Linked DNA regions of Mus musculus: all the other regions are linked to region 1. A link is a contact called in public HiCAR-type and promoter capture Hi-C data. All regions are on one chromosome and are shown on one strand. The core of a region is the stretch at or near the end of the contact, and the rest is flanking DNA. Distances in the headings are between cores, read along the strand shown.

Region 1 (6,553 bases), core at 2,203-4,702:
ACTCCACAAATAACAATAATTTGCAGAAAAATAATTGAACCAATTCATATTTGTGTATGAACTATGTTAAAAAACCCAGAAGAAGTTACTTAACAAAGAAATAAGTCTTTAGGCAGAGGAGCCAAAGCCAAGCTCACTTTAATAGGTATGTTGCAGACTACCACTAACTGCAAAGCAGTATAACTAAGAAAGGAAAGGCAAATATTGGGTGAGAACTTGCAATTTTCGATGACATATGATGGCACTTTTTAATGGAGGAGGATGGACTGAGTTCCTGGCTTTTCTCTTGAGTTCTTCCATGGAAAAATTACAGGAAAAATATGTTGTTATTACATGAGGCAGAAAAAGTATTTTGGGGGAGGGGCAGGGAGGGGGATGGCTCAGTAGTTAAGTGCACTGGTTGCTCTTCCAGAGGACCCAGGTTCAATTCCCAGCACCCATATGGCTGGAGGTCCAGGGAATCTGACACCCTGCAAACAAAACACCAATGCACAGGAAAACACATTTTAAAAAAAGAAAGAAAACTTTTGGCTTTGGTTTTGGTGTTTCCTTCAGTACACAACATCCTTATGTATGCCTCTTTTTCTACATATTTTCAGTGGGATTACGGCATCATAATTTAATGCAAATGACTTGACTGGAGAAAGGAACAGAAATTTGGTAAATGTGGATGTAGAACAATTTTCAGTCCCTCTATACTGGAAATAGTGTGCTTTATAAAACAGTTTAGGGGCTGGTGAGATGGCTCAGTGGGTAAGAGCACTCGACTGATCTTCTGAAGGTCTGGAGTTCGAATCCCAGCAACCACATGGTGGCTCACAACCATCCGGAACGAGAAAAATTTAAAAAAAAAAACAGTTTAGATTTTAAAATATTTGAGAGACTGATAGGGCTTAAGTTTTAGTAGATGTTCTAGAAGTTTGAGTGCGTCTCCGTTATTCTGTTTATGCAAATGACTCTCTGTCATAAAGTGTTCACTCCGGTTATTTTCCCCCAATACAGTCAAACTTTTGTCTAAGCAGAGCTTAGCCTTACTCTGGTGAGTTCCATCTCTCTGAGTTCTTGGAAGTGGCTTTCCCTTTTCTGTTAGCCACAGGTCATGTGTTTGTGTTTCCTAACTGCAATCAATGGGTTCCCACTCCATCTGTTAGAGCCCTACCTCCTAGGTCGATAACACCTTTCTGCTGCCCTCAGGGCATGAGCAGCTTGGACAAGCAAGCCCTAATTCTTCGAGGATGTAGACCTCCCATTGTTCTTTCTGTTCACTGAATCTCAACTACCAATCAACTAGACGGCAAAGGGTGGAACCTTGTTAGCTTCACGCCAAGCGCCTAGAACCAAGCCTGGAACCTCTTACAATCCAATGTGAAAAGAATGTAAAAATCTGTCAATGGGGTAGCTTCAGCTGGGTGCTGGGAAGAAAAGCAACTCTTCCGCAGGAGTTTACATTTGGCTGTGAGTGACCCTTATCTGGCCCTGAGGTATTTGCATACTTAAAGCTAAAGCTTGTGAATTCAAATGATTCTCTTTGGGAAAACTTCAAGAAAGAAGCAAACGGAGAGAAGAGTGTTCCAGGCTTAGGGTAGTGGGGGGTGGGTGGGAGCTGAGGCTTAGCCGGTACAAAGCTGCCTAGGTCTGCGCCTGAGGGTCTTCGGGTTTTCAAGGCCCTTGGAGTTCTGCACCAGCAGAACCTCTGAAAGCCTGGACTTCTAACCCGGACTTCCCGGATAAGGAGGATATTAAGTCAGGGAGGGGAGATGTGGCTGATATGTCCCACACTGACTGTGTTTATCTTTGGCACATTACAAAAGTTAGTGTCCCAACGTCCTAGTGAAATACACAAGGACACAACAGGAGACCTCCACATAGTCACTTGGAGCCTAAACGTTATACTTTCATTAAATGTAGAGGTCATATTATTTAGCTTGTAAGTTGTCTTGAAATAGATGCGAGTCTGACAAGTGAGATTCCCCCCCAAGTATCTATGATAGTTTTACTTTGAGGGATATAAACTTATTATAAGTGGAAGACTTACATTAGATTTGTGATTTTTGGTTTATGATACTGGAGCTATAAAAAAGTAGATTTTCAATGTCACATTTTTTTCCCTGTAGTGTTAATGTTTTCTTCTGATTATCTGTAAACTATTTGATGACTATGTTTCTTTTAGAAATCCAACTTATGGCGAAAGAAAACCAGAATCAATGCACTTAAATAAGCAACAATTGTAAAAAAATTTTTTAAAAAAAAGAGTAAAACTATTTCTATTAGGAGATAGATGTCTAACTGATTAAGCTGCAGTATAAATGAAGCAGTTTTGGCAAGTCATTTGTCCATATAAAACTGTGTGATTCTAAGCTCAGTAGTAGTACAACCATCAGTGGGCCAGATTAGCATGCTTTGCCTTTTCTCTACGATTTTTGAGTTCAATAGCACTTACACAGCTGTCATAGCTGGCTGTATAACCTCCTTCCTTATTTATAAGTGAGTGCAGTCTTTAGCCTAATAAAACCATACTGGAGTTTACAATTGTTGACCGTTTATAAATCTGCTCCGTGTTTCACACACAAAAGATGCTTAGTAAATGTTTAAATATCTATTACACAAGAGGGAAACTAATTTAAAAAATGTCTTCAAGGTTAATATTCATCTTGTACCGGAAAGAGAAATGGGCAAGAAGGTCGGCTATTCAAAGCTGGAAGATGATATTTAGTGCCACATTGGCGAAGGAATGATGAAAACACTCCAGTTCTGACACGTTTAAAAATGGGCACACATCCTATTTCTTTGTTTCATAACCATTGCGCTATCCCTTCGTTTTTTGGCATGCTAACAAATTCAACTAAAATCAATGCTCTCTAGTTAAAACTTTTTGATTTAGTGGCAGATCCCGCTGTCCTATCACCGAGGACGTCAGTTAAAGCCAAGTGGTGAGGCAGGGATGGATCTATTTGAAAGGAAAGGCGTCCATCCTAGGTATTTCGTGTGGGAAAATCATCTCAAGTTGAAGGATAATTACAGAAGAGACACCCAAACACCCCTAGCCTCCTCGGTCCGCACCGGGCTGGCCACCCCTCGCGGTGGCGGGGGGTCACTACGGGCTCCGGGCCTCCGCTTCCTGCCCCAGGGCGGCGCACCGCGGCTCCGGGAAGGTGCTGCGCGGAAACGTGGCACCCTCTGCACCCGCGCGAGAGCGCTGGCAGCAGGCGGCCCGAGAGGCTGCGGCGGCCGCGCACCGGGACCGACACCCGCCCGCTGCGCCGGCGCCCGGCGGGACGGGAAGGGGCGGCCGCCCGCGCCGCGCCGCCCCCTTCTCTCGGCCTCTCCGCGGCCTCCGCCACCCCGGCCGAATTCTTGCATAAATTATGCCAGGCGCGCCTGACGTCAGGTGGCGGCGCGCGGGCGCGGGCGCGCCGCGGAGAGAGCCGGCCGCGGGCGCGCGCGGCCCGGGAGGCTCGTGCGCGCGGCGTGCAGGGCGCGCGCAGGCGCTGGCGTGCTGGGGCCGCGGCGGCGGCGGCGGCGGCGGCGGCAGCGGTGGCGGCGGCGGCGCGGGGGTTGAGCCGTGGTGGTGCGGACGCGCTCGTGCTCGGGAACTATCGGATTAAACTTGAATCGAGTGGAATTACACAAAGGAGCGCCGCGGAGGAGGCGGCCCGGGGACCCGGAGACCCCGCAACTCGCCAGAGCCCCGTCCGCGCGCGGCCAACTCCGCGTCCGTGGATCAGCCCCCGGCCGCGGCCGCCGAGCCAACTCCGGAGCCGCTCTGCGTTTTGTTCCCCACGGCGCGCGGCGGCTGACTAGCCCGAGCGAAGGAGCGAGCCGGTGAGCGCAGACTTCCCCGGCGCCCCCGGGAGGGGCGGCGGCAGGAAACCGTGCCGGGCCGCGGCCGCGCGGAGTTGCGAGAGGGGAGTTGGGCGTGTGCGGGGCGCGGGGAGAGGTGCGCGGGGGCCGCGGTCGGCAGGAGCGTAGCGCCGCCCGCCCGGTCGCCTGCGTTGCTGCCGCCGGGGCCCGAACCCGCGGCCCGAGCGCCGCCCCGCGCCCCAACTTTTGCCTGCGTCCGCGGGGCCGGCGGCGGCGGGGGCGCGCGGGGCGGCCGAGGGTCACTTCCTCGCATGTAAATGGCTTTTTGTTGTGCTGCCGGCGTCGGGGGGGACGGGGACAGGAGGGAGCGTGTCTGCGCTCTGGGGAGCGCGAGCGCGTTTCCTCCCGCCGGCACCGAGCACGAGTTGCCGGCTGCGTTCGAGAGAAAAGGGAAGGAGGAAAAAGTTGGGTTCCAACTCCGGCGCGAGCGGCGGCGGGCGCGCGGGCGCGGGGCGCTGAGCGCGGGGCTCGGGGACGGCGGCGCCCCCCGCCTCGCCCCCGCCCCCCGCTCCGGCCCGACCACGCCGCGCTCGCCGGGAGCGGCGGCCGCACCGGCGCGAACAAAGTGCGTCCCTGCGGGCGCGGCGGCGCTAGCCCGTGCGGGGACGGCCACGGGCGAGGTGGGTCGGCGGCAGGGAAAGTGCGCGGGGCGCCGCGTGGGGCGGGGGCGGGGGTGGCGCGAACACGCGGCGCGGGGGGCGTCCCGAGCCCAGCCGGTGGCGGCGGCGGTCGCAGAGTTCCGAGCCCGCAGCTAGGGGTTCCTGGGGCTCCCCGGCAGCTCCCAAGTGCGCGAGGACGAGAAGAAAGGGAGCCGGGCTGGGGCGAGTGCGGGCGGGCGACCGGGGGACCCCACCTTGCCGAGCTGGCCGGGCCGCCAGCGGCGGCATAATAGCGACTTTAATCCGCGATCCCAACTCGCGTCCCCGCTCCCCTCCCCCCAGCCTGTCGGGGGTCCGGGCGGGGGCGGGGGTCGCCAGGTGGCCCCGGAGCGCCGGGGTTACGCGGTGGCCCCGCGGAGAGCCGGCTCGGGGCGCGAGCGGCCGAGGTGGCTGGAGGCCGAGCGGTCAGCGAGAGAGGAAGGAGGGTGGCGGGGAACGCGTTGTTTGTTTGCTTCGCACCGGGGACAGGGCTCGCTGGGGGCGCGGGCGGGGCGCGGCGGGGCGCGGTGCGGGGTGGGCGAGGCGGCGCGGGTTGAGTGGCACGGGGAGGGGGCGGCCGGTTGGCGGGGGACTGGTCAGGAGGCTCCGGGGAAGGAGCCGCTGGCCCCGAGCAGCCATCATTCCCGAGTCGCCTTTCTCCGGATGGCTCTGCCTCGAGGAGCCTTGCGCCGTGGGAGCGCACCCCAAACTCTGGCCCGGTAGCCCGCTTTGTGAGCGCCCCCGTGGAGCCGGCGGCCCGGGAGGAGCTCCGGCCCGGCAGCGCGGTTCTCCCTGGAGGTCACTTTTAGAGACTGTTCACGCCTGGGTTTTAAACTAGTTTTTTTTTTTTCCCCCTTCTTCTTCCCTCTTCTGAACAGACAATGGACAAAAGAAAAGTAGCAACCCACATGGAGAGTTTCCTTTGAATTGCTAGAATTAGATACACTATCCAGTTCTCCACTTGCTAAGTATACTTTTTAGTTTCCCATTGTGTATTATCTAGCAATCGATTTAAATAACTTACTTAAACTGTGTCTATCCTCTGAGCTGGATCTCTGAATATATTAAATATTTTTAAATAATTTTGTGAGCTCTGGTTTTTATTTTTTTTTAAGATTTTAAATTGAAGCCGTCTTTGCAGTGGGTGACACCTTCCTAAGGGGCCCACAGTTACTTTCCCTCAATTCTCTTTCTGTAAGAGGGGGAATACTCATCATACGTGTGATAATCAGTGGGAGAAAAATACATCTCTTTATTTCCTCACAGATCTGTTCTAACGATGACAAAAAAATCTTAGTGGCAATGACCCAGAAGCTCCGTACCTGATTTATTCCAGTTATAATTACGTTTCGATTACAGTAATGTCCGAGAAATAACTTGAGCAGTGGTTTTATGAAGTTGCATCCTCCCCAGCCCCCAGAGTACATCTGTCGCACAGTGTTTTTGTCTCGCTGTTGCACAACAGAAAGCCCTCCAGTCTTTCCCCTAAAATGGCAGCTTTCATTTGACTGGGGCCCATTCATTGACAACGATAATAAAGAGGCTGAAAGCTAGATGCTTGGGGCACAGAGGACTCGGATTGCCTTTCTAGGTGATAAGTAGGCGACATTTTAAGTCTTCCAGTTTCCTTATGAAAAGTTTATTTTCCTTGAAAAACTGCAAGAAAACAAAAAGAACAGTAAAAGTAAAAATTGGAAATGGGAAAGGGCTTGGTCAGCAAATTTTAAGAGCTATTTAAAATGAAAAATGCTTTTTTTTTTCCTTTTTGTCCACTGGGTGAATACAGCACTCCCTTCCCTGTTTCTGGTACCTGCTGGTTAAGGGGGATAATGCGTTTTTGACAGGCTTGTAACAGGTGAATTCCCCAGTGTGACACCCCATTTGAGGTTGTTTCCTGGGAGTGTGTGTTTTGATTTTATATTTTTTAGGTATCTTGCCCCCACCCCTCAAAAAATCTGGACAGATTGGTAAATTTGAAGTTTATGAGTTTCTATCCCATGTTTATGCTTTCAAAATTAAAGTTTCTAGATTAAAACAAAAAACAAGTTAGCTAG
Region 2 (6,553 bases), core at 1,435-3,934, 2.5 Mb after region 1:
CACAGTGAGGTTTTGTCTTGTTTTTAATTAAAAAAAGGAAAAGGAAAAGAGAGAGAGAGGGAGAGAGAGAGGGAGAGGGAGAGGGAGAGGGAGAAGGAGAGGGAGAGGGAGAGGGGGAGGGAGAGGGAGAGGGAGAGGGGGAGGGAGAGGGAGAGAGTAAAAGAAAAAGAAAGAGAGCGAGCAATCATTTGTTTGCTTAGGATTCTGCCTTTTTGGCAGGACTCAGTGGAGTCAGCTTATCACAAAATGGTCTGCTGAAGCTGGAACTGCCTAGAGGGTCCTTTTCTCTCATTCCTATCTGGTATCCTGGCTTGGATGAGATGAACTGTGCTCCAGGGCCTGGCTAGGCATCTTTTACCTTGTGGCCTCTTAACACAGATGGTTTGAACTTCTTCACTGCATGACTGAGTCTGTCCTGTCTTGTGGTTGTCTTCTACTAGACTACAAAGCAGACACTGCCAGATTCTCTTCATGCTCAAAAGTATAAGTCCATTACTGGTACACTGTGTGGTCAAAGCACCAACAGAGCTAGCCCAGATTCAGGGTGCATGGGTATGGGGTAGAGGATTATATTTCATGATGGAGGCCTATGGTGGCTGTCTCTGGAAGCATCATTTACCTCAGGTTGTTTCTGTCATAACAAGGTACTGCTTTCACAGCCCCCCCCCCCCTTGGTTTTTTCGAGACAGGGTTTCTCTGTGTAGCCCTGGCTGTCCTGGAACACACTCTGTAGACCAGGCTGGCCTCGAATTCAGAAATTCACCTGCTTCTGCCTCCCAAGTGCTGGGATTAAAGGCATGCACCACCACTGCCCGGCTGCTTTCACACTTTTGCCTTTAGGAATAACAAACTTATTAAGCTGCACGAGGTAAGTTTTTTTTTTTTTTTTTAAGAAAAAAACTAGACTTTTATAATTGTTAATAAATTTTGGTTCTAAATGGGAAGATGACCTCTAGATGGGTTCCTTCCCTCCTCCACCCCAAACCCCCAGGGACACAGTGGCCTCTAGATGGATTGATTCTTAAAGGGAAACAACAGATGGTAGGGCTCCTAACATAGCAATAATATTTGACAGAAAATATTTGATTTGCCAAAATCTAAAATCCAGACTGAGCACAGATCACCCTTGAAGCATGTATGGTCAAATGATCAACACATACTGATCATTACCTGAGTGTCAGACCAATTCTCTGACTCCCTGCAGAGAGCAGAGGGTCTTGGAGATCAAAACCCATTTCTCCCCTGGAAGGCTCGGTGTTTTAAGTGTTTTTTTGTGGTCTGGAATGGGTTCCCCTCTCCTAATTTGGGGTTGGTAAATTAAACAACAGGGAGCTGATGGGCCCACAGTTTCAGGAAAACATGTCCAGGACTAGCCTGGACCAATCACCAAGAAGAGAACCCCTGCTGACAGGAGAAAAAGCACACAAACAAGGTCTTTGTCTCATGTCAAGAGGACGAGGAAGAAGCCAGATATTTGTCATCTTTATCTATAACCTGTTTCTTTGTCCGCACATCTGTATAGCCCAGCGGTTCTCAACCTTGTTAATGCTGTGACCCTTTAATACAGTTCTCATGTTGTGGTGACCCAAATATAAAAACTGTTTTTGTTACTATTTCATAAGTATAATTTGCTACTGTGAATTGTAAATATCTGTGTTTTCCGATGATGTTTTCTTAGGTGACAAACAGGCTGTGACTCGATGGTCTATCCGAGACCTAGGAGTCTCTTGAGACTACCAAGGCCAGAAGATTACATCTCAGCCCCACAGAATCCATATAACTGACAGGACCAACATGACTCCTGTCACTCCTAGTTAATCCCCCAATGTATGTGCAGTAGAGCTTTGGATTAGACTCTCTTTATAAATGTAGTGTCTCATTTTCTTCTCACTATAAATAGCTGGTGAGGACCTAGGCGTCCTGTGAATGTTTACATTTTGTAAAAAAGGTCATAACCTCCTCAGTTCTTATAAGGCTTTAGATGCAGACCCCTGGGAAGAAACAGAGGTAATTCTTCACTCGGGGTTCCTCTTTTCGGAAGTTAAGGCCCTTTAGGCCGAGTTCTGGCCTCCTCTGCCCGACTTTTGTCTTTCTAGAGCAGACTCTTGGGGGGCAAGACCTGAGAGCTTCCTGTTCAAGTTCATAAGGCAGACTAGGCCCCGGCTTACTGTCTAAGGGGTGAGGAATGAGTGGGACACAGGCATCCCATGTATTTGGGGCCCTGACTTCTTTTAAAACAATGTCCAGCGGTGGGTTGCCTTCAGCATCGCGACTATTGGTTTCTCTCCACACTGACCAGAGGAGCAACTACTATCCCTAACCAGCCCCTCAGCAAAAGGGGGCTGAGTGCCTTGTACCCACACTCTGGGCTCCTCACTCAGCCGAAGCGGCTCCGGGGGTCGGGCTCTTCTCCTCTCGGTCCCGCCGGCTCCCACCACGGCCAGTCCCGGGCCGCTGTTCTTCCCCCTCCTCCCGCTCACCCGGAGTGTTCTCCGGCTCCCGCTTTGTTGCCCGGGCTTGTTTCTGCCCCGGGCGCGCCGCCGGCCCAGTGCCAGGTCACGTGCGTTAGTGACAACCTCTCGCAGGGCGGCCCCGGAGGCCCCCGCGCAGCCGATTGGTCGGCCTGCGGCTGGCGCGGCTCGGGGCGGGGCTGGGAAGCCGATCAGCTGTTCCCAGAGCTGCACAACAACAAAAGGACCCGGACGGGCCGGCGGCGGCCAGGGCAGCGACCGCAGCGCAGGAGCCCGGCCTGCCGCAGCTACCTCAGCACCCGCAGCTCTGCTCGGCTCACGTAAGTGCGGGCTACACAGGCGGGAGGGCGGCGGTTGGTTGCCCGCTCTCTGGCTTTCATGCCGGACTCTCTCCCTGCCGTGACGAGCACGGCGACACCGAGAACCTGCGGGTGACGGGAAACCTGCTCCGTTACCCGGAGACCCGCCCGACCCCTCCTGACCTCGCGCATCACCGAGCCTGCACCTGTGGGGAGAGCACTTCCCGTCGCTTCCGTCCTCATCAGTTTGGTCGCTGGCACTTGGGGTGTGCTAGAGACTGCTGTGGGTTCTAAATACTTCGTTTCAGTCGCGACCGCCCTGCGAGGCCCCAACATTGCTTATTTAAGCGGAGGAAACTTGGAGGCACAGAAAGTAATTTTAAGGCCACACAGCTAACTAAAAGGAAGCGGTGTTTACTATTTGCAGAGGGATTTCACGTGCAATTCCTTCATTTTGCTTCCACTTTCACGGTGTGTTTACTCCGTGTAAAAGTTCAGAGCAGATTAACGGGGAACCCCTTTCCACCTGTTAACTCCTTAAAGACTAAAGGAGTTCCTGGCTGAAAGAGCTCTTTCAGAATGCTGAGTAGTTTTGAGCTTGGGTCTTCGGACCGACATCATTACAAATGCCCCAAGATCTTTCTCCCCCCCCCCCCCCTTTGGTTTTATTCGAGACAGGGTTTCTCTGTATAGCCCTGGTTGTCCTGGAACTCACTTTGTACACCAGGCTGGCCTCGAACTCAGAAATCTGCCTGCTTCTGCCTCCCAAGTGCTGGGATTAAAGGCGTGCACCACCACGCCCGGCTATGCCCCCAAGATCTTAAAAATCACATCTTTGGTGGTGATTGTAAGGTGTGAAAACACTAGGCAGCTTGTACAAGCCTCAGCCACTATAATTTTCAAAGTCCTTGCTGGAAACCATGGCCTACTAATTTTTGTGACCAGTGTCTCTTTTGTTTTTCATCTTGTCTTTTACTCCTTTCTGCTCCCTAGTGTATTTCTCATGGAAACGACTGCTTTCAAAAGTTAAGGTTAACAAAGCAGTGAATTACCAACCTAACCGCTCTCTGTTCACTGTTTTCAGACTTCTGAACAGGATGTGGTAAGTCCTTGTAAATTAGCTAAATAGACAGAGGTGTAAGGAGCACAGGCAACTCTTTTGGCTTGGTATTTTTGTAGTTCAAAATTGATTTTTAAATTACTTGAATCAAAGGTGGCCCATGCCACCAAGTACTAAACAGGTGGCAGTGGGAGAATCAGTTCAAGGCCATCCCTTGTTTCTGACTAAAAGAACAAACCTTTTTATTAGCATCTTTGTTTTTTTGAACTGCTAGGTTCTCTTCTTCCACCATGTATATTCTGGGGATCACACTCAAGCCATCAGGCTTGCCACCATACACGTTGCCATGTTGAGTTATCTTTCTGGCCCATAAGAAATCATTTTTGTTTGTTTGTTTTGTTTTAATTTATTTATTATTATATCCAAGTACACTGTAGCTGTCTTCAGATGCACCAGAAGTGGGCATCAGATCTCATTATGGATGGTTGTGAGCCACCATGTGGTTGCTGGGATTTGAACTCAGGACTTTCAGAAGAGCAGTCGGCACTCTTAACCACTGAGCCAGCTTTCCAGCCCCACAAGTAATCGTTTTAAGGTTGCTTTTCATCAGTATGTTTAGCCAGCTGGTATTTCAAAACTGCATTCATCAAAGTTGTGGGTGCTTTTGTTGTTGTTTTTAATTTTAAAAGATGTTTTTGGAGCCTCCTGCTGGCAGCCAAAGCCACTGAAAAGTGCTAGTCTCTGAAGTTTTTAGAATCAGGCTGGAAGGAGCCTGAGGTCATGTGCAGGGAAAAGCAAGGAAGGCACCAGGTTGAAAGGATTCCTGCCCTACTGCTGCCTCAAGACACCAGCTCACTTGCTGTTGGGCAAGTTATTTTCACTTCATTCTGGAGCTCAGTTTCCTCATCACAGGTCAGAGAAATAAATCTCTCAACTGCCTATCACAAACCATAAGCATTCTGAGATATATGTATATGTACATATATATGTATATATATATATATATGTACACACACACACACACACACACACACACACACACACATATATATCCTTCAAAGAAAAAAATATATAACTAATTCCCACATGTGGTAGAAGGACCAAGTTTCCAAAATCAACAGTTAAGTCCACACCATCTTTCCCTGGGTATGTATCTCAAAACTGAGAAAAGTGCCTGCTGGGTGGTGGTGGCCCATGCTTTTAATCCCAGCACTAAAAAGGCAGGCAGATCTCTCAGGAGTTTGTGGCCAGTCTGATCTACAGAGTGACTTCCAGGACAGCTAAAGCTACACAGAGAAACTGTCTCAAAACAAAAACAAAAACCAAACCAAGAAAGGCATACCAGCAAGATCTTACAAAGTAATCACTCCACTGTAAGTTCTCAAAGGAGAATGTTTTACCCACAAGTAAACTCAGCTACTTTCTCTGTCCACAAAATATTTTACTCATATGTGATAAACAAGATAAAATGTTAAATTTTAGGTATGACTTTTAAAAAATTATGCCTATAAGAAAACCAAAAAACAAAGAACAAAGGAAAATGGGCCAGATGCTAACAATGATTAGACAGAGTGGTAGAACAGAATCAATTCATCTTCATGTTCTCAACTTATTATGACTTACTTTTGTTCATCTTGGAGATTAAAAAGAAGATAGCATGTATTTTTGTAATGCAGGATAGATATTTTATATTTTTGGTTGTGAGCCTAGCCTTTAACGGCTGAGCCATCTCTCCAGCCCAATAGAGATATTTTAAAGCAAGCAAACAGTAATGGGTAACACTTCTTGGGTAGATGATCAATGACCATATGGGCAAACTCTGAAGCCTTGCTGCTCCTCTTGGTTTCTACAAAGAACCTGCTCCCCTCTTGGAGCTACCATCTCTGGGGAGGTGCCAAAAGGAATAGTGGCTATTAGAAGGGTCATTTTCTGGGTCATCTGTGGAAGGACAGGGTATTCAAGTTTAGGATGAGTTTTAAAAGATGTTTAATTTTTATCTCCCCCCCCCCACACACATGTACAGAGAGACTAGATAGATGAGAGAACATGCATGTAGGTACTTGCAGAGGCCAGAAGAGGGCATGAGATCCTTTGGAGCTGGAGTTAGAGGCAGTTGTGAACCACCCGTGGGGATGGGCATCAAACTCTAGACCTTTTGCAGGAAAGCAAACACTCTTAACTGCTTAACTATCTCTTCAGCCCCTAGGATTTTTTTTTTAAAAACACAACAGCACTATCTTATGTGGATGCTTAAATTTTCAGTACTTATGTTAACTACCAAAAACATCATTACAATGACATGTAATTGATATAAAATTATTAATGAGATATTTAATGTTTTTCAGTACCAAATCTTTCCAATACATTCCAGTATATACCTTATATGAGTGGCATAATCAGATGCAAAGTTCTCACAGGAAATACTTAAAGCATATTTAGGTTTTTTTTTTAAAAAGATTTATTTATTTATTTATTTATTTATTTATTTATTATATGTAAGTACACTGTAGCTGTCCTCAGACACTCCAGAAGAGGGAGTCAGATCTCGTTATGGATGGTTGCGAGCCAACATGTGGTTGCTGGGATTTGAACTCCTGACCTTCGGAAGAACAGTTGGGTGCTCTTACCCACTGAGCCATCTCACCAGCCCACATATTTAGGTTTTTTGTTTTAAGAATAGTTTATTGAGGCTGGGTGGTGGTGGTGCATGCCGTTAATCCCAG
Region 3 (6,553 bases), core at 2,130-4,629, 2.3 Mb before region 1:
TCTTGTCCCCCACATTGGCCTCTATCTGAGGGAAGTCAAGGAGCATGAAACCCTGGAGTTCTCCATGCTAACCCGAAATAGAAAGGCCCTGAGTGTTCAGCTATTTCCCATTGGGGAAAAGCACGAACTGAGGATCTCCATTACGCACTGTATCTGCTTACCCTGAGCAGCACGCGGGCAGCACTCCTGGGACTCTAACAGTGAGCCAGACACGCAGCCTGGCAACTGTCCACTCTGTTTCTTGAGATAGTATCTCTTAATGTCCGGAACTCACTGACTAGGCTAAGATGACAGGCCAGGAAACCTCCAGAACCCAGCTGCCTCTGCCACCCTAGTGCTGAGATTGCCATCTTGTACCACCACCCCAAGTTTCTTTTGCTGTGAGTTCTGGGGCTGAGACTCTGGTCTTTGTGCTTTCAAGGCAGCACTTTACCGATGGAACCCTTCCCCAACGTTTTCTCTATCTCTTGAAGAACATCTTGTGACCTGCTTTGGTAATAATCAATACTCTGATATAAATATTCATGGGCAGTTGTGTTGCGAACATAACTTTTCAGCTACGTGCCCAGAAGCACGGCTAATGTTTCTTGAACATCATTCCTATGAGAGAACCACAGTTCGATTTGTAAGGAAGTTCTACACTGCTGTCCAGTGGCTGGGCTCATGAGTGTCTTACCATTCTTCTTGGCAGTCGGTGTTACCAGTGCTTTGAATTTTAGCTTTCTGATAGATGCGGATGGTGGTCTCATTTTTAAATTTGCAGTCTCCTACTTTTACAGGATTCTGAATTTCTTTTCAAATTGCTCTCCATCTGTATCTTTCAGAACTTTTGCCCGGCTTTTAGTTATTTTCAGACAGGGTTTCTCTCTCTCTCTATGTAATCCTTAGCTGTCCAGGATCTTACTTGTAGACCAGGTTGGCCTTGAACTCCTGCCTCTGCCTCCTGAGTGCTGAGATTAAAGGCTTGTAAAATGGCTGCTGTTAGGTTTGTTTCTTCTTCATCTTCTCCTTCATGATACAGAGGGGTCGAACTCACAGCTGTGTGACTTTGCTTCTTTGTCAAGATCTATTCGGTGCATTTGTTGATTCTATTTCTCTGCTTCATTGCCTGTCATCTCTACTCTCCCTTGATTACTATGCTATACCATCAAAGGAGTTTTGTACTGAGTTACTGCTGTTATGAACAGAATTTTCGTGTCTCTAATTCTAGTTCCTACAAGGAAGCCCACTCTGTAGTGTGATTCATGAACTCTGCCCTTCTTCCCTTCCTCTTCCCCTCTTCTTTCCTCATCGCCCCTTGTTTTTCTCTCCTGTCTTTTAGTTGCAATGAGAAGTTGGCTATCTGCACATTAGGAGGTGGGTCCTTGTTAGATCCAAAGTCTTTAGGTAACTCAAGATATAACAGGTATTCCCTGTTCCGTTGCTCCAACCACCTAGCCTTTGGTAATTTGTTCTTGTAGCCACAGTAAAACACCCTCAAGCTACATATTTTATCTTCTTCAGCATCCTTTATGATTAGTTTATTTACTGTTTGTGTGTGTGCCCATGTATATGTGTACAGTTCTCCTGCCACACAGCACAAACATGTGAAGTCAGAGGACAACATCTCCAGTTGGCTCTCTCTTTCCAGGTTGACAGTATTTTTTGTTTTTTTTGTTTGTTTTTCAGCAAATGCTTTCACTCCACTAAACCATCTTGCCCGCCTTGGTGTTTTGTTTTTCTCACAAACTGTGGAACCAGCTTGTTGGTATCTATGACTTGATAGGATTTTGACTGAGATTGGATGAGATCTATAGATGGTGGGCAGAACTGACATCTCCATAAAATCTTTCTTCCTATGTATAAAGGTGGGCGTCCCCCACTTTACTCAGATCTTTCATTTTCTTTAGAACTCCCTGTCAACACAAAGAAACCGCAGCTCTCATCTTAAAGGTGATAAGAGATAGTTGATTTTGGAACCATTTTGAGTGACCATGGCCTGGGAACACAGATTTAGGTTACTTCAAATTCTATGTTCCAACAAGTAGCCTCAAGTAGCTCTCATAGTTTTTGTTTTTGTTTTTGTTTGTTTTTCTGAGACAGGGTTTCTTTGTGTAGCCCTGGCTGTCCTGGAACTCACTCTGTAGACCAGGCTGGCCTCGAACTCAGAAATCTGCCTGCTTCTGCCTCCCAAGTGCTGGGATTAAAGGCGTGCACCATTTTACAGGACAGAGGAAGTCATCAGTCAAGGCAAGCTTACAATACATAGGCGCTTACTTCAGAGAGGCAGGACAAGGCAGTGGGGGTGAGGTTCAGGGAACCTTTCTGTAAGACGCAAGGTGTTTTCTGGTGGCATTCTAAGCATTTGGATTGGTAGAAGCTAGTTGCCTGCTAATTCAATAGATTCTAAAGACCTGTTGTTTATTGTCACAAGATGTTAGTTTAGACACAGGGAAACAAGGAATGGCTGTTCTGGAGGGCCAGGATTTAGCCCAAGATATGGTGATCTTCCTCTGGACTTTCGACATTCCAACCTATTTATTTCCACAGCATGAAATTCTAATTAGGAGTTTTCCTTCACACAGATATTCATTCAACTAGGCTTGTAGCTAAGTATTTTATCTTGATATATTTTTAATATTCAATTCCAATTGCTCATTTCGTGCAGATAGGAAAGTAATTGACTCGTGTGTATATTAACCGTGTATCGTAGCAACCTTGCTGTAGCTGCTTATTCTGCTTACTGGTGTTTATTTTCTCTTTGTTTACATAGATAATCTTGCCAGCTGTGAATAGAACTGTATTTCTTCCTTTTCCATCCCGTAACTCGTTTTACAAGTTGTTCATCAGTTAAGCCATATTCTCCCTGGAGCATCACATTTTCATTCCTCTTGTCATGTAATGCTTATTGTTTTACCAGAGATAAAATTTCAAATGACTGTGATGATGAATAATTTAGATAGACAATTGCTTGCATGCCAATGATGTCATATACTGTTACTAGGAAATGGCCTCAGCCATGGACTGGTGTAGATATTGTCAGTTTCACATATTCATGTACACCCCAAACATCTGGATTCCCCTATCAGCACCATCAACTCTCAGAAAGCACATAGTCCGTGTTTTTAAGATTAGAATGTGGGTTTTATTTATTTCAGGGTGTGTGTGTGTGTGTGTGTGTGTGTTCAACACCGAGAGTAACAGTCAGCAGCCAATGAGCATTCGTTCTGGGAACAAAGGGTAGTAAAAGGCGGCGGGGGCTGCCAGGGAACCGAGGCTGGAGCCGGGAGTTGGGAGGATTTCGTAGAGGGAGGGTGGGCTGGTGGTCGCTCGGGCTGTGCCGCGTTGTCATGGGGACGGCGCGTGCGCCTGCGCCTGCGCGGCGGAAGGCGGGGGCGGTGATGACGCGCAGGGCGGGCCCCGAGGTTCGGTTGTGTGGAGCTGGAGCGGGCAGCAGGAGCGGCGCGGTCCTCGGGGCAGGTGAGTGGCCGCGGGGGTCCCGGGCCCCGGCAGGTCTCGGAGCTGGTCCGGCGCTCTGCTTCGGGCCCCGGGTGGGTCTGGCCGGGTCCTCGCCCGCACTCGGTGGCGTCCTCAGCGGCTTCCGGACGGCTGGCAGGGCGCGACGGACCGGAGGTGACAACGGTTAGCTGCGGAGCCGCTGCTCTGGAAGGGGGCAGGGAGGGCCAGGGCTTGCAGCGGGGTGTGTGCACCAGGAACGGTCTCCGGAGGTCTGGTGACTCAGATCTCCTTGGAGGATTTCCTTCTAATACGGGGCGGAGGGAGGCGTACAGACGTGGAAAGTTTCCAGTTTCAGAAGTGCAGTTATGGAGCCGTGGAGTGTGTGGGATCGTTTGTTGTATTCGTCCTATCTTCGACACATAGCTTTTTTTTTTCTTGTTTTGTTTTGTTTTCCATTAGGTAAATTACTTAGAAAGTGTAGAGTTTTAAATTCTTAACACGCACGCTTTACACCGAGAACAAATGTTTAAGAACGAAAGTTATATTGAAAATAGCTGCTGCCCTGGTCAATTGTCTTACTTTTGAAATGTCAAGGTGATATAGTTCAGCAGATTTGTACTCTCATTTTCCCGATGTGAGGATAGGACAAAGCAGAAAATATGCCTTTTCATCCTGTTAACAACTTAGGTCCTTAAACTGGTAGGTCTTAAGTGGTACGTAAGTATTACTGATCAGATGACTTGCACCAGGAAATAAGGAAATGGAATGACGAGAAGGCTCAGTAAACAATTACTCCATTATAGCCAGAGTCACTTAACTTTGGAAGCAGATTTTAGCTGTGCTGGATCTATTAAAGAGGATTTAAAAATCATGAACAAGAAAGGGCTGATTAAGATTTTGATGCACTTTTGAATTAAGCAGCCCTTTAAAATGAGCACGGCTCACCGACTTCCCCCCATTTTTGCCACTTTCTCTTAGGTAGTAAACATCCAGAGACTGTAAAAGACACCCACACACTTTAAAATACTTATACATTTAATAATCGTTCTCCTTGTACTTATTAATTGCCAAATGTTGCAACACTTACTGAAAATTTTAGCTTTTAAGGATGTAATTAGTAAACATATGGCTCAAAATTTTAAGCATTTAAAATGTAGAGCATACAGTATAAAACCTCCCCTGTGCTTGGCATAGGCTTTGGTTGTGCCCACCAGCCAGCCATATTTCCTCTGGCAGGCCAGTTCTTTTACGGTCTTAGGTACTGGTTCAGATAGTGCCTCTATGGTCAGACATGTAAATATGTTTCCCTCAGTTTAACACTGAGGAAGGCATGATTTTCTGCTGTATGTGTCTGTTTTTCCAGTTAGTAATAACATTTTGGATTATAACTTTCAGTTATGGTTAAGTTTGGCTGTGTTTTGGTCAGTGTCACTGTGACCAAGCTAGTAGGTATGATTGTCACCCTTTGCAAGTACATGTCAACTAAAGACATGAAGCGGTCTTACTGTGTCTGGAGTTATAATTGGAGCAGATGTCTAAATTGTAGGAGTTACTCCTCTTATACTTAACTTTCTTAAAATTGTAAAAGGCTTTGAACAACTATATTTAAAAAATGATAGTTTCTTTCCGCTAGCTTTTTAAAAAATGGTGTGTGTGTGTGTGTGTGTATGTGTGTGTGTACATACGTGGGAGTGGGATGGGGAGTGCAGGGAGTGGAGAGGCCAGAGTCAGCGTGCCTGTGGGGTTGAATTAGTGGTTTTGTCAGTTGCCCCAAGAATGGGTGCTGGGAACTGAACAGCATGTGTTCCTTGGAGCTCCTGCATACAGACCTGCCAGGAACCTAGGCCCCTGGGGCCCAGACTCACAACAACTCTACAGTTTTAACTTTGTCACCTTCTTAGTGTGCCCTACTAGTGTACATGGTCTGAACCTTCCTGGGCCCCACTCCTGACGGAGAATAAGCAGAACCTCCTTCCACGTTTCCGAGCTGAAGGCTCTCCCCCTGCAAGACTCCTGTCACATCACAACAGATCACAACAGCTCCAGCTCCTCTTACAGCTGTAATGAAGGGTAACCGCTTCCCCTCTATAGACCCTATACTAACCTGTGACACATATGGGCGCAGGTCTCAGTGGCTGATCATCAGAAGCCCCTGGGATGTTTGGTTTATTTATTTTTTTACAGTCCAGTCGTTGCCCCCACTCCTGGGAACTTTTTTTTTTTTATGCCTGAGGTAGTTTTTATCTGAAGATTAGCTAAAGTCAAATACTTCTCTTGGGACCTGACCTAAGTGAGTTCTCTTTCACTGTGTGTGTGTGTGTGTGTGTGTGTGTGGTGTGTTCATTCCATGTGGTCACAGAATTTCTGTTAGGATTGATTCAGGTATGTTCTTTGACACATTATATGAACTACAAGGATTGTCTTTTGTCCCTCTGGACAACCAAGGTCCTTATTATTTTATTTGAATTCAACACAACACTTTTTCTTATTTATGCTTTTAAATTATTTGTATTTAGTTGTCTGAAGTGAAAAGTTCCACAGTGGAACATTACCGGAAATTTTAAGAGTGATTTCAACGAAGGAAAACTAAGCCATTCCAAAGTATTTGGGTTTGATTATACATAGTTGAAATGGGCCACATATTTGACTTGCGCTAATTTCCCCAATTAGAATATGTGGTCCTATCTTTTAACCATTGTGAAGATTTCAACTATTATCTTTGTTCCAGCACATCATTGCTTTTGATTTTTCTTGTATTTGGGTCATTAAAACACAATACTAATTCCAGATCACAACGATCAATGAGTTATGTCAATACTTTTCGTTAATTTTTTTTATTTCTGTGGTCAAATACAGTATCTTTAATAACTTGAGTGGCTTAGGATTATGGTGAGGGAGTACCCATTATTGTTCTTATTTAAAGAGAATTTTCACTTAGGCTTATAAACATTAAATAGAATAATTGGTGCAGTTGATTTTTAAAAGTGCCTACATTACTAGTTCCTTCTGGTCATCTCTCTTATTTATCTACAGTTGGCCTCTACAAATGATGCACAGGAAATTTGGAATACAAATAAAAGTTGTTAAAAAAAACCCGTACCATCTTAGTGAGAGA
Region 4 (6,553 bases), core at 2,952-5,451, 2.3 Mb after region 1:
GAGACAATTAGTCAGGAATTATTGGATACAGGGATGAAAGGGGAGGCAAGATGCCGGTGAAAATCTGAGGAAACACCCAACTCGGTGTTAGGTTGTGGGAAGAAGGAATCGGACTGGCTCATTTATCTCGAAGTCCTTCAGAGAACTCACAAGACAACCATTCATTCTGCGAACACCAGCGCGAGCAGGATCCCAGAACAGAGGGAGATTCAGGTGTCTTCCAGAAGACGTTGCTGCTAAGTGGAAAATTCAGTAAGATGATGCTACTGGGTGCCTAGCACTTTCACAAACATCTTAGTGAATCGTCACAACTTTGTGAAGCAAAGTTCTGTGTCTACTTTACAAGCGACTCCAGTGGAGCTTAGAGAATGAAGTTCCTTGTTCAAGAGTGTAGCTAATAAGCAGCAAAGGCCAGGGCTCAGACGACTTGTTCAGTCTTCTTTGCATTCAAGGTGCTTTCTTTCTAGCATGCTCATAGCACATATTCAAATGCCTTCTACTCTCTTTTCAGGTACTCCTCACATGGTACACACCACTTTGTGCCTCACAGATTGACCATGGGACCCAGAAGGGGGGCGGGGGGGGGGGGGGGCGGCGGACGCACCCTGTGACTCCAGCATGGAGGAAGAAGCCTAAGATGGGAGAATTCGAGTTTCCCAAAAAAGAAAACAGCACCAAAAAAAACCCCCCCAAAAAAACCAAAAAGCACTAGGTGCAGCGGGGAAGGTCTACTAGAGACAGGAATATCAGGAGCCTATGGTTATCCTTATATACATAAGGTATTATTGGATGGAGGCCAGCCTAGGCTACATGAAACCCTGCCTCAAAAATCAGACTGAGAAAGACTTAAGTGAGGACATGAAACGAGTCCAAAATTTACAGTCCTTACAAAATTACAAAACACCTTAACCTAGAAAAGTTTTGCAAGTTAAGTCAGCACTGCAAAAGCACAGCCAGGCGTGGCAACACAGGCCTTTAATCCCAGCACTCAAGAGAAGGGCAGGTAGATCTCGGACTTAAGAGCCCAGCCTGGTCTACAAAGCAAGTTCCAGGTCAGCCAGGGCTACAGAAAAAAAAAAAAAAAAAGGAAGGAAGGAAGGGAAATAAAGAATTCGTATTATTCACTGGCCTGAGGATTGCTACATAAGCAAAAAGCTTACCTGTGAAGCTGAGGCTCAAAGATCAACATCGATAGAAAATCAGATTTTATTTGGTTCTCATTGTGCTCTTAAAGGAACTACTAAGACAAGTATGCCAAAACCACGACAAAAACTGTTTAATTAAATGACCTATAGACAAACAAAACCTTTTCAATGGCAAAAATTCAATCCCATTTTAAACTGATTTTTTTCATCCTTTTGTCCATCCACAGCTTCTCTCCATCACAACTATCCATCAGTCTATTATCTGCTTGGAAATAGTTAATTGTGTCTAAAAAGAAAACACACACACAAATTCAAGCCCTTCATCCGCCAACTGAATGGAGTTTGTAGTGCGTAGGGCAGACGACGGAGAAGCTTAGCTATCCCACGGATAAATGACAATTTAGTAAGTTTATGAAGACTATTTACAGGGAACCATCTAAGCCTCCCCTGAGCATCTGCTCCATTCTGGCTTGCGGAAGATGGACAAGCAAATGGGACCTCACATGAGGCCTGCCGTCAAGGGCGTGCCATTACAGACCTAGGTGGTAGGTCTAGGACGCCTAGGGTTGAATCCAATGGAGAAAGAGGAAGCTGGTCTGCACAGTGGGTGGGAAAGCATCAAAGAGGGCAGGTTTGAGGGTAGATTTGGTTTTGGTTGGTTTTGAGACAGTCTCACTATGAATCCCAGATCAACCCCTCAGCAATTTGGCCTCAGGGTGCTGGGATTACAGCCGTGCTCCACTACACCCCCAGCTTCCACAAAAAGTTTTTAAGAAGAAAACAGTCAGTATCATACCCTTGCATTATCAGCTCTTTAGCAGACAGTTCTACTGAAGCCTGAATTAGGATAAGTGAAGAAACGAGATGGGCAAGAGAATGCCCACACAGGGATGAGTTATGCCATGCTCTAGAAACGATCAGATGGCTGCAGACTGACTACTAAGATTTGTGATATCAGGCTAGTAACTTCTTTCTGATAAATAATTTTTGGTCCAAAAAATAAATATATATCAAATGGAAGTGACCTGACAAGGGAGCAAAAATTAAAGAAAAATTTAAAGAAAGTTGGCATACCTAAGAAAGTACTTTTACCTACTAAACACTAAAAAGAGGGGCAGGGATGGCTCTGTGGGGTAAGGCTCTGAGGCCAGGCCTGACAGCCTCAGCTCTATCCTGGGGCAGAAGGTGGATGGAGAAGCAACTTCCAAAGTTATCCCTTTGACCTCCACAGTTGTGCCATGTGCCCACACAAATGTACACACACACACACACACACACACACACACACACGATATAATTAAAAATAGAGGGGTCAGAAAAGTGGCTCAGAAAGTAATGATAGCAGCTGGCCCCCAAGCCTGACAACCTAAATTCCATCCCCATAATCACATGGTGAAGAGAAGAAACTCAGGAAATTTGTCTTCTGACCTCTCTGCGTGAGGTCTGGGGCTGCGTGCCTCCTCCTTCCCCACATAGTAGAATGATTTTAAAAAACTAAAGAGTAAAAAAGGAAAACCACCACGGCTGTTTACGGCTTCTGCATTGTTAAGAGTCTTTTCAGCCCATTTAACATAATTTTAAAGCCGCCTTTATTTTTTTAAGGGTATTTATTTACTAGGCTACTTCATGCTGTACACCAGTTTCATTTGGGGGCAGGGGCGATTATAAAGAGCTTTCCAAATAAGCAACTTAATACCATTCACCTCCCAATGCTCTCATGACCCATAGTGATTAAAAATAGCCTGGGTTAATTCTGATTTAACCTGGGTCCTCCCACCCCTTAAGCTATAAAGGTACAAAGATAGGGGCTCAAAACTCATGCACCTTTAAGGAACGAAAAGGAAAAAGAATAAAAAAAAAACTGAATCGTCAAAATCACCCTAATCTGTTTGTTGTGGTCCTGGGGTTGTTTGTTTCAGACTCAAGCTGTAGCCAAGGCTGGCCTTGAACTCGCGGCAATGCTTCTGCCCTAGCCCGCGGGAGTGCTCAGAAAACCGGCATGAGCCAACACACTGGGTTATTTCACTTAGTCTTAAGACAACACATGCCTTAACGTTTCAACTGAACGTTCAACTCTAAATGGTTCTTTAACGAGTCTCTTAGGCAACATATTAAAACATAACAAAGAAGGCATTTACCAGTTTAATGTACTTGGGAGTCTGAATTACTGCTTAGGTGTATGTAACCTGAATACTAGTCATTTCCACTGCACACTCACACAACTTACTGCTTTAATATTCGAGGACTATACAAGGCTACTCGAGCAACTTGGGGAACCAGCTCTTGGCCTTTAATAACATTAAAAAAAAAAAAAAACTAGGCAAAAGATCATAAAACTTAAAAAAAAAAAACCCTTCAAGTAGCGTGTAAGCTACCGCTCCTATCTGAGCCAATTGTACGGTGCCATTTTCATATAAAGTCATAAAATAAACTGCTGGAGTCAGAGCGTGCCCCTGACGCCCAGACCCTGCAAAGTTTTCAGACCGCACGATCTGGGGACCCGAGTCCTGCTGCCCCACAACTTCGGGGGCGACGCGAGGTCCAGTCCCCAGCCGCCGTCTATGGTCCCGGCCCTGGCCCTCCGGGCGGCGTCCCGCGGACGGGCGCGGCGGGACCCAGGCGGTTCCAGCCCGAGCGCCGGCCCGGAGGGGAGCCGCCCGAGCGCCCCGTTTCCCACAGACCCCAACATGGCGTCGGCCGCCGCCGCCCGCGCCAACCCCTCCCCGCGCCACGGCTGGCCCGGGCCCGCGGGGATAGGCGCCCGCAAAGTTTCGCTTCTCCCTCCCCAGCCCGCCGCCGCCCGGTGCGTCCCGACCCCCATGGCACCTACCCGACCCCGCGCGGGCGGCGGCGCCGAGGGTGCGAGTCCTCCTAGTCGCCGACTCCGGGCGCGGACTCCGCCTGCTCCCCGACCCCAGCCTCGCAGGGTTGCGTGGGGCCCCGCGAGGCCGGCGCGATCCGGACGCGGCGGGCGCAGCCGCTCGCAGGTGACTTCACCGCCCCTCCAGTCGAACCCGACAACGGCCGCTCCGGCTGGCTTCCCTCCTGCGCGCGCACCGGCGCGCCCCCGCCCAAGCGCCAAACACGGGCACGAGCACACCCGCCCTGCCCTTTCTTCCCGGCTCCCTCGCCCCGCCCATCGCCTTGCCCCGCCCCTCCATCCCCACGCGACCGCACGGGGGGCGGGCTCTTCAGCGGAGGCCACACCCACTCGGGGGCCTCCCCCGGCGGGGTTGGGGAACGCGCGCCTCTGCAGAGGTGACGCGCGTCTGAGCCAGCTGAGGCTGGACTGGGTCGCCTGACCTGACTTTCCTGACTCGGGCTAGCCTTCGGAAAGGGCTCTTAAGCAGTCCGCGAAGTTCTCTGGAAGAATGGGCGGAAGCTGCCTCCACGCCTCCCGCCCTAAGGAACAGGAAAGGCTTTGCTTCTCGCCACCCAACCGCGTCTGCCAACCCCGCCCGGCTCGGCCATTCAGCCGAACACCTGCTGTCGCTTTCTCCCAAGCCAGGGGTCTGCGCTTACCGCACCCATGACCCGCAGGCTCCTGTGTAACCTTATGCCGAAGAACTCCGCTCTTTTCAAAACTTCCCCTCGGCCAACTGCTTCGCGTACCTAGAACTCGGTGCTACCATGACGCTGGGTTAGAAGAGCGTTTACTAGGCGCTGCGGAGAGATAGCAGAGGCATCTAGGCTGGCTGGCTGGGAAAAGCACACCGTTTAAACAGGAAAGGGGTAGAAATTGGGTTATTATTAAAGTTTTATTCAGGAATTTTCTTTTTAGCCTCCTGTTGAGCAGTTCTCAACCTGCGGATCACAGGAGTCGCCTAAGACCATCGGAGAACATATTTTGCATTATGATTCATAACAGCAAAATTACAGTTATGAAGTAGTAACAAATAATTATATGGTGGAGACCACCGCAATAGGAGGAGCTATATTAAAGCATTAAGAAGATTGAGAGCTGCCGGGCGGTGTTGGACACGCCTTTAATCCCAGCACTTGGGAGGCAGAGGCAGGCGGAATCCTGAGTTCAAGGCCAGCCTGGTCTACAGAGAAACTCTGTCTCGAAAAACAAGAAGAAGAAGAGGAAGAGGAAGAAGAATGTCTGTGAAACAAATACAGTTGTTTTAAATTAGTATCCAGAACAAAACTGGCAAAGGAGATCAGTTGTCGTAATAGGGATAGTTACAGGATTTCAATCGTATACACACACAATCTTTATGTGTGCTAGACTAAGCACACTCTAAAATCTTTTTAAATTTTAAGATTAGGAACTGCTGTGTTTCTAGTGTCATCAATAAAAATGTTGCTCTTCGAATGCCTTTAATCCCAGCACTCGGGAGGCAGAGGCAGGCAGATTTCTGAGTTTGAGGCCAGCCTGGTCTACAGAGAGTTCCAGGACACCCAGGGCTATACAGAGAAATCCTGTCTCAAAAAAAAAAAAACAAAAAAAACAAAAAAAAAAAAAAACAAAAAAAAGTTGCCCTCCCTACAACACACTTGTTTAACTTAAAGTACAAAGATGCAAGCCAGACTGTCTACACTCAAAATCTTGGCTTTGCCACAAACTATGATACCTGCGTCCTTGGACATACTTAGTTACCCTTAGTTCCTTCGTGTGTAAAACTAGAATAATAAGAGTACTTCAAAGAGTCATTAGATGAATCAATATTTGTAACATGCCAAGCACAAGCTAAGAATAATGAATGATGAAAATTATTAAACATACATGTACAATGTGTACACACATATGTCTATTACAGTTTACCTTGTTATTAAATATTAAATAAGACATGCCAAATAATGATATAAATCTATGGAGTAATAAGTTTTCTACCTGCAGTCTGTGTATTCTCTTCCCTTCCTGGGATGTGTGCGCCCCAGTTTGGAAGCCATTTATTTAGACTCATACTGGCAAAACCACTAAGCAGGTGTATTGATTAAAATTTAAATTTAAGATCTGGTTCCTTACTGACACTGATCACGTGACTATAAAGACACTGGCACTATAAAACATCCCACCATCATAGAAAGTTCTGTAACATAGCAACCCATACAAAATGAGAAACCAAAGTCACTTAAAGACAGTTGGGCAGTTCTGACACAGCCTGTCACTCCAGCACCGGTTTAGATGGTAAGATCTGCCCGGCTGGGCGTGGTGGCACACACCTTTAATCCCAGCACTCGAGAATCAGAGGCAGGTGGATTTCTGAGTTCGAGGCCAGCCTGTTCTACAAAGTGAGTTCCAGGACAGCCAGGACTATACAGAGAAACCCTGTCTCAAAACAAACAAACCAAAAATCTGTCTCTCACCCTCATATCTCAGCTGTAACATGAAGATAAAATAGGCAAAGGTCTAACACATAGAAAACCTTGAAAAATAGCAGCAAAATTTGAGTTTTAATTAA

The links. Promoter capture Hi-C pulls out the DNA fragments that hold promoters and counts their contacts. HiCAR-type assays count read pairs that join an accessible place to other places.
Region 2: a HiCAR-type map of astrocytes shows a contact between it and region 1, with 4 times the contacts expected there. The contact joins the promoter of Trp53inp1 here to the promoter of Chd7 in region 1. A contact is called at or near these places in 1 of 39 promoter capture datasets (liver) and 1 of 115 datasets of contacts at active chromatin or transcription factors (astrocytes).
Region 3: a HiCAR-type map of astrocytes shows a contact between it and region 1, with 4 times the contacts expected there. The contact joins the promoter of Sdcbp here to the promoter of Chd7 in region 1. A contact is called at or near these places in 1 of 39 promoter capture datasets (pre-B cells) and 1 of 115 datasets of contacts at active chromatin or transcription factors (astrocytes).
Region 4: a promoter capture Hi-C map of liver shows a contact between it and region 1, with 4 times the contacts expected there. The contact joins the promoter of Plekhf2 here to the promoter of Chd7 in region 1. A contact is called at or near these places in 3 of 39 promoter capture datasets (cranial neural crest, embryonic stem cells and liver), 1 of 484 Hi-C or Micro-C datasets (embryonic stem cells) and 1 of 115 datasets of contacts at active chromatin or transcription factors (embryonic stem cells).

What each region holds. Positions count from the first base shown.
Region 1 is chr4:8,686,954-8,693,506 of GRCm38.p6, forward strand. Chd7 (chromodomain helicase DNA binding protein 7) reads left to right here and starts at 3,453. Exons shown (of 38, transcript NM_001277149.1): 1 at 3,453-3,822.
Region 2 is chr4:11,153,757-11,160,309 of GRCm38.p6, forward strand. Trp53inp1 (transformation related protein 53 inducible nuclear protein 1) reads left to right here and starts at 2,685. Exons shown (of 4, transcript NM_021897.4): 1 at 2,685-2,791.
Region 3 is chr4:6,362,301-6,368,853 of GRCm38.p6, forward strand. It overlaps Sdcbp (syndecan binding protein), which reads left to right and starts at 3,380. Exons shown (of 9, transcript NM_001098227.1): 1 at 3,380-3,459.
Region 4 is chr4:11,003,418-11,009,970 of GRCm38.p6, forward strand. Plekhf2 (pleckstrin homology domain containing, family F (with FYVE domain) member 2) reads right to left here and starts at 4,202. Exons shown (of 2, transcript NM_175175.4): 1 at 3,976-4,202.